Linked DNA regions of Xenopus laevis: region 2 is linked to region 1. A link is a contact called in public Hi-C data. All regions are on one chromosome and are shown on one strand. Each heading gives the region's core, a stretch centred on a gene start, on an enhancer-like site or on the middle of the called end of the contact. The rest is flanking DNA. Distances are from core to core; before and after follow the strand shown.

Evidence for each region. Hi-C and Micro-C count contacts between places; a contact is called where the count stands out from the background.
Region 2: a contact with region 1 is called in a Hi-C map of the XTC cell line, with 1.7 times the contacts expected there. The contact joins the enhancer-like site here to the promoter of gem.L in region 1. A contact is called at or near these places in 2 of 4 Hi-C or Micro-C datasets (the XL177 cell line and the XTC cell line).

Annotation. Positions count from the first base shown.
Region 1 is chr6L:137,846,923-137,852,486 of Xenopus_laevis_v10.1, forward strand. gem.L (GTP-binding protein GEM) reads right to left here and starts at 2,620. Exons shown (of 5, transcript XM_018268132.2): 1 at 2,480-2,620; 2 at 27-394. The coding sequence starts at 384.
Region 2 is chr6L:137,887,459-137,893,022 of Xenopus_laevis_v10.1, forward strand. It overlaps rad54b.L (RAD54 homolog B L homeolog), which reads right to left. Exons shown (of 15, transcript NM_001091651.1): 13 at 3,481-3,547; 14 at 2,406-2,606; 15 at 326-1,181. The coding sequence ends at 949. Among protein-coding and RNA genes, the nearest start is that of LOC121394759, 30 kb to the right of the region's middle. Within about 2 kb of position 3,458, at least 1 of the 7 cell types and tissues checked has an H3K27ac peak or open chromatin away from gene starts, as enhancers often do.

The DNA of each region.
Region 1 (5,564 bases), core at 1,370-3,869:
GTTGGACATGCTAATGGTGACCTTACCTCCTAACATATCACAGTCACCATCCACAGAATCAGGCACCCCTGCAAATATATTAGCCAGCGTAGACTTTCCAACTCCTTGCTCCCCAATGAGCACAACCCGGTAGTAGGTATTCCCAGACTCAGAAGAGATGACCGAGTCAGAAGAATCCGATGACCAGCTTCTCCGGTAATACTCCACTGGGTTATTGATGGTGGGGTTATTGATGGCCGGGTAATTGATGGTGTATTTGCGGGTGAGGTTGAAGTGCTGCTGCTTCTTCTGAGCCTGAAGGTTCTTTGCATCCGCCGGGATGCTCCATCGCTGTTGTGCATTGGCTGTGGTGGTGCTGCGACGCATGGTCACATTCAAAGTCATCCTTCTCTGGCTGTGGGGGAAAAATGAAACAAAAGTTGTAAAATTTTCAACAGTTATTTAGCAGGCAGCATTTACTGGCTGATATCAAACATCTTGTTGGTTGCAGTAGGCTACCAGACTTTCTCAGTAAATTTAGAGGCATGTTGCAGACTACAGTAGATTCTGTGCAGCCACACAGCCAGCATCCAATTTATACCCACAGGTACTGAAAGTCTAAGGATGCACCTAAGAGATGATTTAAGAGGGTCAATAAGGTGTAAACTTTCATTGACCATACAATCTAATACTTTAGATATGAGATTCTCAACCATAATTCATTGGTGAGCGACAATTACAAGTAACTCCCTTTAGCTGGTGGGTGCTGGAATTGTTAAAGTTAAGTTATAGGGGTTGTTCACCTTTAAATTAACTTTAAGTATGATGTAGATAGTCATATTCTCCGACAATTTGCAATTGGTTCTCATTTGTTATTATTTGTGGTTTTTTGAGTCATTTAGCTTTTTATTCCGCAGCTCTCCAGTTTGCAATCTAAGCAATCTGGTTGCTCAGGTCCACATTACCCTAGCAACTATGCATTTATTTGAATAAGAGACCAAATTATGAATAGGAGAGAAAGATGGTTAATAAAAAGCAACAACAATATGTCTGTAGCCTTATAGAGCATTTGTATTGAAACAGAGTCAGTGACCCGTATTTGAAAGTTGGAAAGAGTCCGAAAAAAGGCAAATAATTCAAAAACTATATAAGAGAACAAAATGATGGCCAATTGAAAAGTTGCTTAGAATTAGCCATTCTATAACATACTAAATGTTAACTTAAAGTTGAACCACCCCTTTCAGGAACATAGGGTGGAGAGTCCTCACGCATTTTGTGCAACCACTACTGAAGATGCCCATGTCTGTGCTGAATAGTTTGCTGCCTCCACAAGAACAAGTAACCCAGTAACATCAGTATGTTTTTTTATATGGAATTACAATAATTACAAGAAATCTAAATGACTGCCAATTATTCTGGCTGCACCTCTTTAATATTTGAGAGAATTTGTGTGGTTACATTTTGGAATCCACTGCAAGTGTGGAACAACCAGAATGTAAACCTTTATACAGAGGTTCTTAACTTGTCCAAAGATGAATCCCCAGGCTGTTGAAAGCAGGGCTCCAATTCCTGTGCCACAAAACTGACCCTCAGCAGCATTAATCCAGGTCTCCAAAAAGGCGAAGAATCCCAGCCTTGGCAGTACCCAGGATCACCACTAGAGGCTGCACATTTGTTCAATAAAAGGTCCATAAATTCACAGTGTTTAAATCAACAAATCCATTCCATCAGGCAGGTTAGGCTTCCATTGTCTAAACATGGTTTGCTGGAGCATCTGGGATCTGAGCTTTTCTCCCTGGGAGCAGAATACATTGCTCTGCTCAACTACCATGTTTAGTAACATGACTTAGATCCAGCAGCACCCCTCATGTAGAGTTTTTGCAATTAAGATATATAATAATACAAGTTTGCAATCATTTGGACATCAGCTCTGTCAATCATTATGTCCTGCAATGACTTATAATTCTTACCCCATTTTTTAGGGGAAAAAAATGATGAAAAACAAATTCAAATAAAATCCTTTAAACTAATATGAAGGGGACCCCATTATTTCCAAATATGCAGTGTGCTAGTAATATCACTGTAATGGTTTTCATTTTTATTTTGCTAATACCCAATATATACAATTATGTCCAATTAAACAGTATGCCAACCCTATAAAACATATTCCTTTCCCAGCAAATGAAACTTTAAAGTGACATAAATAATTTCTCCCCACTGGCACCCCAACTAGTGTGCATTTTATTTGTCAAATCATTATAAGACCCCTGTATTATTGATTCTTATTAGCAATATCACTCGCTGGCACTATATAAATACATGATGATGATGATGATCTAGAGATTAAATATTAAACCCAGTCATTGCCCATTTAGCTGGCGTGTGCCTTTACATGTCACAGTTAAACTGGTTTGGTTTTGTTTATAACAGAAGTATATGTGATCACTCTGCTCTATAGGATTTAATTTCTAACTCTGCATTTTGGAAAGCATTTACTTACCTTTATTGCTTGTCTTCTGAAACCCCGCAAAAGCTGAAGTCCTGAGTGCAGAGTACAGGGATCTCTCAGGGAATAGTTGGATGAAGTGCTGACTCTCCGTTACCCTGACTTTCTCCAATTCTTTCTCAGCTCCTCCAGTTTATATTAAGCTCGGTGGCTGGGAGACAGGGCTTTTCCGTGATGTCATGTTCATTTGCAGAGCTCACGCCAGCCCACTGCAGCAGGAGAGCGGAACCTTGTGTGCACTCACCCAGGCAGCAACAATTAAACGTGTCTTAGCCACTAGAATTCCACTCATTATTTTTCCACTTAATTTATACGGTCCAGATTTTTATAACGGAGCAATGGAAAACAATAAATGCAAGGCAAAAAATGAAAACAGAGATTGAAGGAAGAACAAATAGAATAAGGCAATAACATTAGCTGTGGAGGAGTACAATGGTGCATATATTTCCTGTGCAGGGCTCCATACAGCCGGCCATGTTCAGTTCAAGTATAATTAAAGGGGTTGTTAACCTTTAAATTAACTTTTTGTATGATGTAGACAGTGATATTCTAACACAATTTGCAATTGGTTTTTATTTTTTTATTATTAGTGTTTTTTTGAGTTATATAGCTTTTTATTCAGCAGCTCCCCGGTTTGCAAGTTCAGCAGTCTGGTTGCTAGGGTCCTAATTACCCTAGCAGAGGTGAACCTAGGCAACGTTGGGGCCATTGCAAAAGAACTGCAGAAGGGCCCGGCACATACTTCAACATTACAACCTCAATCATCTACCCACCCTCTCACCTGCCCATCCTCCCTCCATGTTGGCTTGCCCACATCTCCTCCCACTCAGCGGCCTGTCCACCTGTCCTACCACTTGGCCATCCTCTCACCCGCCCATCCTCTTGTCTGTCCATCCGTCCACCTTCCCCTCTCGTCCGTCCGTCCACCCGCCTGCCCCTCTCGTCCATCCACCCACCTGCACCTCTCGTCCATCTACCCGCCTGCCCCTCTCGTCTGCCCACATGCCTGCCCGCTTGTTCTCCCTTTCACCTATCCATCCTGTCTCCCTCATGTGTCCTCAGCATTGTGCAGCTGTGAGCTGGGATTTCTTTAAAGCTATAGAGAAAGCAGACCCTGCGGTCCGAACCCCCATGTTCCTCTGGCCCCCGTGTGGTCTGCTTCCTCTATAGTTATGCCACTGTACCCTAGCAACCATGCATTGATTTGAATAAGAAATTGGAATTATGAATAGGTGAGGCCTAAATAGAATGCTGAATAGTAAGAAGTAGCAATAACAATTAATTTGTATCCTTACAGAGCATTTGTATATTAGATGGGGTCAGTGACCCCTATCTGAAAAATGAAAAGTGTCAGAAGCAGAAGGCAAATAATTCAAAACCTAGAAAAAAAATAAAATGAAGACCCATTGAAAAGTTGCTTAGAATTAGCCAGAGACAAGGTAGGCCCTAAGCAACCCAGCCTGCCAGCTCACCCCCCTCCCTCAGCACGCGCATACGTGTGGGTCAAGGAGCACGCAAGCCGAGTGTAAGGTGAGTCCGGACTAGGGGTAGACAGGGGGGTTCCACCAATGAGGTGAGTTGAGACACTTGGTTGCCGCACCTGGTAGCTCAGAGCCAAATTTCCATTTTTCAACCCAGAAATTTGGCTCTTCTAGTGCAGAGAGCAATTGCTCTCTCTGCAGTAGCAACTGGACGCACACGACCCCCTTCTACGCTGAAAGGTGAGTGCCATGGGGAGGGGTGGGGGCAGCAAAATGAAGGAAGATTAACAGAATCGCCCCTGGGGGTAGGCAAAACAGGTAGCTGGCCAGCGGCCCCCAATCGTTAATGTTGGTGCTTGAGTTTTTCCAGCAAAATAAACTGTGATTGCATTTTTTTGATTGTGTTTTCTCTGTCGCGATTGCCACCTAAAACCTAAGATGAAGGGCTGCGAGATAGACATCACTGGTGTAAATGTATAGGCATTATTATCTACTGTTTTATTACGTATTTTGTGATGGGATATTTTCAAGGTAAGTCAAGGTACTTTCTGTCCTACCAAGTATTTTTGCTGGGGGACCCAAAATTGCCCCTAAATATGGTACCCGCCCGTACTCCCTGACAAGCATTGTTTTACAAAAGAGCGATGTTCAGTCACCAGCACTCCATATACTTTTGAACTTCAAATTCCAGCATCCCACCCCTGTACTGGGAATTGTAATTCAACTATAGGTTGCACATGCTCTAGACATTCGATTTACAATATGATATACATTTCCTGCTTCTGTGTGATCCAACTACATTATCAAACATGGAGTGTGGGATCACTGTATTGCCCCCAACAATCATCATGAGGGTGATGTACAGACCATGAGGCAGATTTACTCAAGTGCGAAGTGGCTAACGCTATCGTCAATTTTCTAGCGACTTGCCTTCGCCAGCTCAGACCAGGTGAAGTGCACTGGAGAGCATAGATCTTCCTCAATCTTCTATTACTTACATTATATTTTTTAGTGGAAAAAGCTTCTAAGTCCAAAAAACGCTGGCGTCTTTTCCTTTTTTCAGAGTGATAGCCTGCAAAAGTCCTTAAATTTTTTTTGGGGTAACCGGGTTCCCCCATACATTTTCTAACATATAACACATAAACTATACACTGGGCTCATGTGTAGGGCATTATAACAACTCTATTTTCTCAGGTTAATTTGCATACGGCGGGAAATTTAAAGTTGAATGGATGAATATTTGCAGCAATATATACGTCCATTCAACTTTAAATTTCCCGCTGTATGCAAATTAACCTGAGGTCAAGACCTCTAGCGACTTTGCGCTAGGCAGAAATAAACAATAGCACATCATCGCTTTCAATTGCTTGCACCGGTGAAGTAACACTAGCGAAACGTTGCCAGCGTTCAGCACCCACGACTAAACAAATTCCAGTGAATTAGCATTGTCTGAATTTTCGCCCTCAAGTAAATATGCCCCCAAGTGCACAAGAGAGATGTTGGCCAACCTGCTTTACTTTGCTGCTTTACTATGACATTATGGGCGAGTGACCTGACTAAAAGTTTCCATGAGTTGTGTATCCACAGGGAAAATCTTT
Region 2 (5,564 bases), core at 2,208-4,707, 41 kb after region 1:
TAGCGCCATTTACTGTCCCTCAGGTGTGACCACAGAGAAAGAAAGCTACTCTGTTTACTTGATATAAAATAGAAAATGAGCATTTGCCCACTTTTAACATATTCATTGCTGTATTAAAAACTTTTGCACATGCTAAAATGAATTGTGTTTTTTCTCTTTTGCCAGAGTTCTTCTCCACTCTCATATCTAAATCAGACACAGACTACTCCATAATTTAAAAAAGTAAATTGCTTGGATGCCGAGTAAATATCTAGAATCTGTGCCACAAAGCCAAACAAACTGCTGAAGGTTTGCAAGAAAAGAAAAGAGTAAGCAAATGAACCGCTCACAGCAAGACAAAAAGTTTTATTCTGACAGTTTCCTTTTAATTCCAATAGTGACGTCATGTAGAAAGGCAAGCTAGATTGTTTTAGTGTGAACTATTAAGTGATGAGGCCTTCCCAGATTATCTATAAATAAGAGATGTTGGTGCTGTACTCCAAGGCATCACCCAATATACACTGGGTTCATACCCCTGCTGGAAGAGAAATGGCAGCAAGATTGTGAAGTTGGCAGTCACAAGATGTGGGAGATTTTGTGGGGCTCTGATGGTCACATAGAGATATGTCTGGTGCATAACAGGGTTACAAGTCTTCCTGTTGTTAGAATGTGGTAAGAACACAATAAAGAACAGAGTAAAAGAAAGGAGGGACCCAGCTGAGCCTTACGGCCATACCAGTCCAGCTCAAAAGTTAAAGGAGGCTGCACTGCAAACTGGTATATGGACCACAGGGCTCTTGTTCTGTGATGTGTGATCTCTGCCAGTGAAACGATATAAACAGAAGAGCAACCGAAACATGTGTTTGATGAATGGTGCAGCCAACAGCAGTTTCTTGGGCTAAGAGCTGTGGGTGGAAGTACCTGTGGCAATGGCCGAGCACTTATCCTATAAACAGTGGGACAGAACGATCACACGGCAGGAGAAAGTTCTGACGTTGGGTTTACTTGGACGTTTGTTGTGTTCTGAAAAACGAAAGAAATATGTTCTTTTCCCATTTGCAGAAAGGGATCATCCGTACTCTGCTGCCCGGAGAAATGTTTCCACTGCATGAGCTCAGACATGGAAAAATTCTTATTAAGCTGATCCCGGTGTAATTCAAGCTGACAACTCCTATGGATTAATGGCTTTTGAGGCAAACCATCTGAAACCAAAATGAAAAAGTTGATACAACTATGAATGTTATAGAGCAAGAGCCAAACAATGTAGAGGCTGGTACCTTTCCTAATGGTTCACCTACCTCCTGGTGCCTCCTCTGGATACCAGCAACTGTCATGTGCCTAGTCCAGCCAACGGTACAGCAGGACAAGACTCTTCATTGCAAATTAAACAGTTTGGAATGGAAGTCTGTATATTTATATATATATATATATATATATATATATATATATATATATATATATATATATATATATGAGAGTAATCTTGAAGAGGCTTTACAGGACTGCAACCAGGCACTATATTTTTTCGAGAGCACCAGTATCTTTCTCTATATATATATATATATATATATATATATATATATATATATATATATATATATATATATATATATATATATATATATATATATCTATATCTATATCTATATATAATACACAAAAGCCATGAATATCCTGTAAATTATATCCTTATAAACGGTGAGTTCTGATGTCATCAGTTATAAACGGTGAGTTCTGTTGTCATTTCTGTCACATGACTCACTGAAACTTGTGTATTATAATAAATAAAGTACCCCCAGTTGCAAAATATGAGGATATTAGAAGTTACCTCGGAGTTACCTCGGAGTTCCATGACCTGTATAAAAACACTCGACCTTCGGCCTCGTGCTTTTATATGATCATGAAACTCCTCGGTGACTTATAATATCCCTATATTTTACAAGAGGGGGTACTTTATCCACTATATAATACACAAGACCCACGACTATCTTGTAACCAATATCCTTATAACCCGTGCTTAGTAATGCTTAACATTAAGTTGTGGAATCTCAGATTTATTATTATTTTGCCTTCCTTGTAATCAGCTTGAAGAACATAAATACAAAAAAGGCAATACTACATCTTTAATAAACCAAGAAACAGATGTGAGCGAAACTGGGTGCTACATGCTCTCCTCTGTACAAAGTCACAGGGGTGAATATATGTAATATATATTAAAGTAACTGGGGGCAGACATATGGGAAGGTATGGCTAAAGTAAAGCAGATGACTAAGAGGTTACACACAGACTGGAATATCCTTGGGTGTGCTCAGTTCAGAGGCCATAAAGCCTGTGTGGTGGACTGGAGCTAAATTCCAGCTGAACGAAATGAACTATAACACCAATGAGTGTAAATACAACAATAAAACATTTATCGGGTGCGTTACCTGAAAGACAGTTTGTTTTTATGCAGTCACATTCCAGCAGCTCGTGAGTCACACAATCTGTATCTTCATGCAAAGTAAATAGATTTCTCAGCTCATCTACAGAGAAGCGGATGTGCTCGGATTTCTTTGTCAAGTCCACAACAGCACCAGACAGGCCTTGCTTACTTATCTGCCTCTGGTAGATCTTTTCCTCTAATGAGCCTGCAGGAAAAATAAAATTCACATTCGGCACGGTGACATCGCTATATCCAGGAGTTTATTGGAAAAGAATAGGAATGACAGATGCCATGGTATCCAACAGGAGACCATTTTCATTTGTGTATAGGAGAATTAAAGAAACAGTAACACCAAAACTGAAACTGTTTTAAAATAATGAAAATATCATGTAGTGTTGCCCTGCACTGGAAAAACGGATGTGTTTCAGAAACACTACTATAGTTCATATAAACAAGCTGCTGTGTAGCAATGGCGGAAATTGAAAAAAGTCTATATGGCACAGGATAAATAGTGGATAACAGATAACACCATTATGTTCCACAGAGCTTATCTGCTGTGTAACCTGAGCCTTTTGAATGGCTGCCCCCATTGCTACACAGCAACTTATTTACATAAACAATAGTAGTTTTTCTGAAGCAAACACATCCGTTTTACCAGTGCAGGGCAACAACATTTTTTATTACTTTAAAACAGTTTCATTTTTTTGATGTTACTGTTCCTTTAACTTCTTCCAGATATAAATGTGAGAACTTGCATTGTGACTGAATCCAAGGATCACCATTGTGTGCACTTACCGTATATATATCAGGCTAGGGTTTTAGAATAAGCAGTGTAGACAGCAACTATTTCCCCCACCACATGGAAAAAAGCACAATGTTGATCTAAGTATATAATGGCTTTTTAAACATTTCCCAGTCAGGATCTTGCACTTCACACCCGTAGGCATCAACTGCAGGCCCATGAGGCTCACACCTATGGCATAATGTAAAGTTGTGTGTGTTTTGACTCAGCAACACCATACTGAAGCTATGCACTTTCTGCCATAAACAATGGTACATGTTAGAACACTCACACTCACCTGTAGTGAGAAGCCTGTAAATATGCACAGTGCGCCTCTGTCCATCCCTCCACACTCGAGCCATTGCCTAAAGCAAAGAAATGGTTAAAGTTAATGTACTATGCCCAAAATATTTCTCTTTCCATTGCTGAAGTTAAAGAGGACTCTCTAATATTAGGTAAGCTGTATTCCTTACACGTGCATTAAAGGAACAGTAACATCAAAAAATGAAAGTTTTTAAAGTAATAAAAATATAATGTACTGTTGCCCTGAACTGGTAAAACTGGTGTGTTTGCTTCAGAAACACTACTATTGTTTATGTTAATAAGCTGCTGTTTAGCAATGGGGGCAGCCTTTCAAAGGAAAAAAGGCTCAGGTTACACAGCAGATAAACTCTGTAGAACATAATAGTGTTATCTGTTATCCGCTATTTAACCTGTGCCATATAGACTTTTTTAAATCTCCTCCATTGCTACATTTCAGTGATGTATTTATAATTTACATTTCATACTTCTTTTGGCCTCTTCTCCATGTTAGCACTATAAAATGGTTAGTGCTGCAAACACACGGTAGCACTGTACAAATACAGAAGCAAAGCAGAAAAACAAAGTAAATGATATTAGATTATATATGTATATAAGCAAAAAGTACTTCCATAAACATTTAAATAGCACTATGGCGACACCTGCTGGTAGAAGTCTAAATGAATAAACCTAGGCAGAATAATTGTAACAACCTCCATCAAATAACCTACGGTCTATGGTTTATTTATTAATAAATGTAACTGCAATTGAAAGATGCGTATGTTTACAGTTTCTGCACTGTTGGCTCTGACTCTTGAAACAATGTTGCAACTGGAGAACACGCGACTAGTGATGGGCGAATTTATTCGCCAGGCGCTATTCGTGGCAAATTCTTGCATTTCACCGCTTTTTTTGGACACTGGCGCAATTTCGCCAAAAACGGATGATGGCGTCCAAAAAAGCGGATGCCAGCGTCAAAAACGAGACGCTGGCGCAGTTTTGCAAATCACGGGAAATTCGCAAATTTTCCAGCGAAGTGCCCCAAATTCGCCCATCACTACACACGGCACTCTATATTCTTTTAATAGGCCCAGAGAACAGAATGGGATCAGCAAACACTGTTTTCAATTGCAATTACATTTATACTTAACCATGGAATTGTATATTGGAAAGTTGATTAGAATTACTTGTCTGGAAAGCAGAGGTTATTCTTGTAATTAGTTTAAGTATCACTTATTACACCAGAATGTGTGAGGTGTAATTACTAGTACGCAATTAAACCAAAAAGAAGAACGTAGTAACCCCACACTATCTGTTTACTTTATTTGTCCCAATTGGTAAAAAAAAAGAAAAATGAAGTGGCATGTATAAAGTGTTTAGTGCTTAATATAAGTGCAAAAATTAAATACACAATTAATTGCTAATACACAAATGAATCCATCTTTAGTCATTTCAATGAATTCATCCAAACAGCTTAATAATTATATTCCAATTAATAATCAATATTATCAATTAATTAATTAAAGTGCCAGTGCGTGCAAAGTATCAATTGGATTATAAATTCATCCACAAGTTAAATTATTACATACAAATCAAGTGTAGTTATTACAATTTTTTTTGCATAAAATATTAAATAGCTAGCATTTCATGTGTTAAAAGATTGGAAAGTGAAAATAGAGTAGAGGTGGAGCTGTCCCAAAATCTACTACCTAAGTTTTTTCTAGGCCCTGGGACACCACACGGGGAGAAAGGCAGGACACTAAGGACTGCGGTCTCAAAAATGAACTGTTCTGTTAGAGAGCTGTCTAAAAAAACGCAAACCTCCAGCGCCTTAGAGTCAAAGAGAATCGAAGAATGTAGTGCTGCTTTTCCGTATTAACCCAAACAATGGCTGCTATCAATTTATCGCTAAAGAACCGAAGGCTTTTTAAAAATTGTTTTCAAAAGGCAGGAAATGGATTTCTTGTCTTTCATTATGCTAAAAAAAAAAAAAAAAACAGTTCTCGGATGGATATCCCCTTTAAAGGAATTGTTCCATATAAAAATAAAAACTAGATAATCTGTAATTTTTTCATTATATTT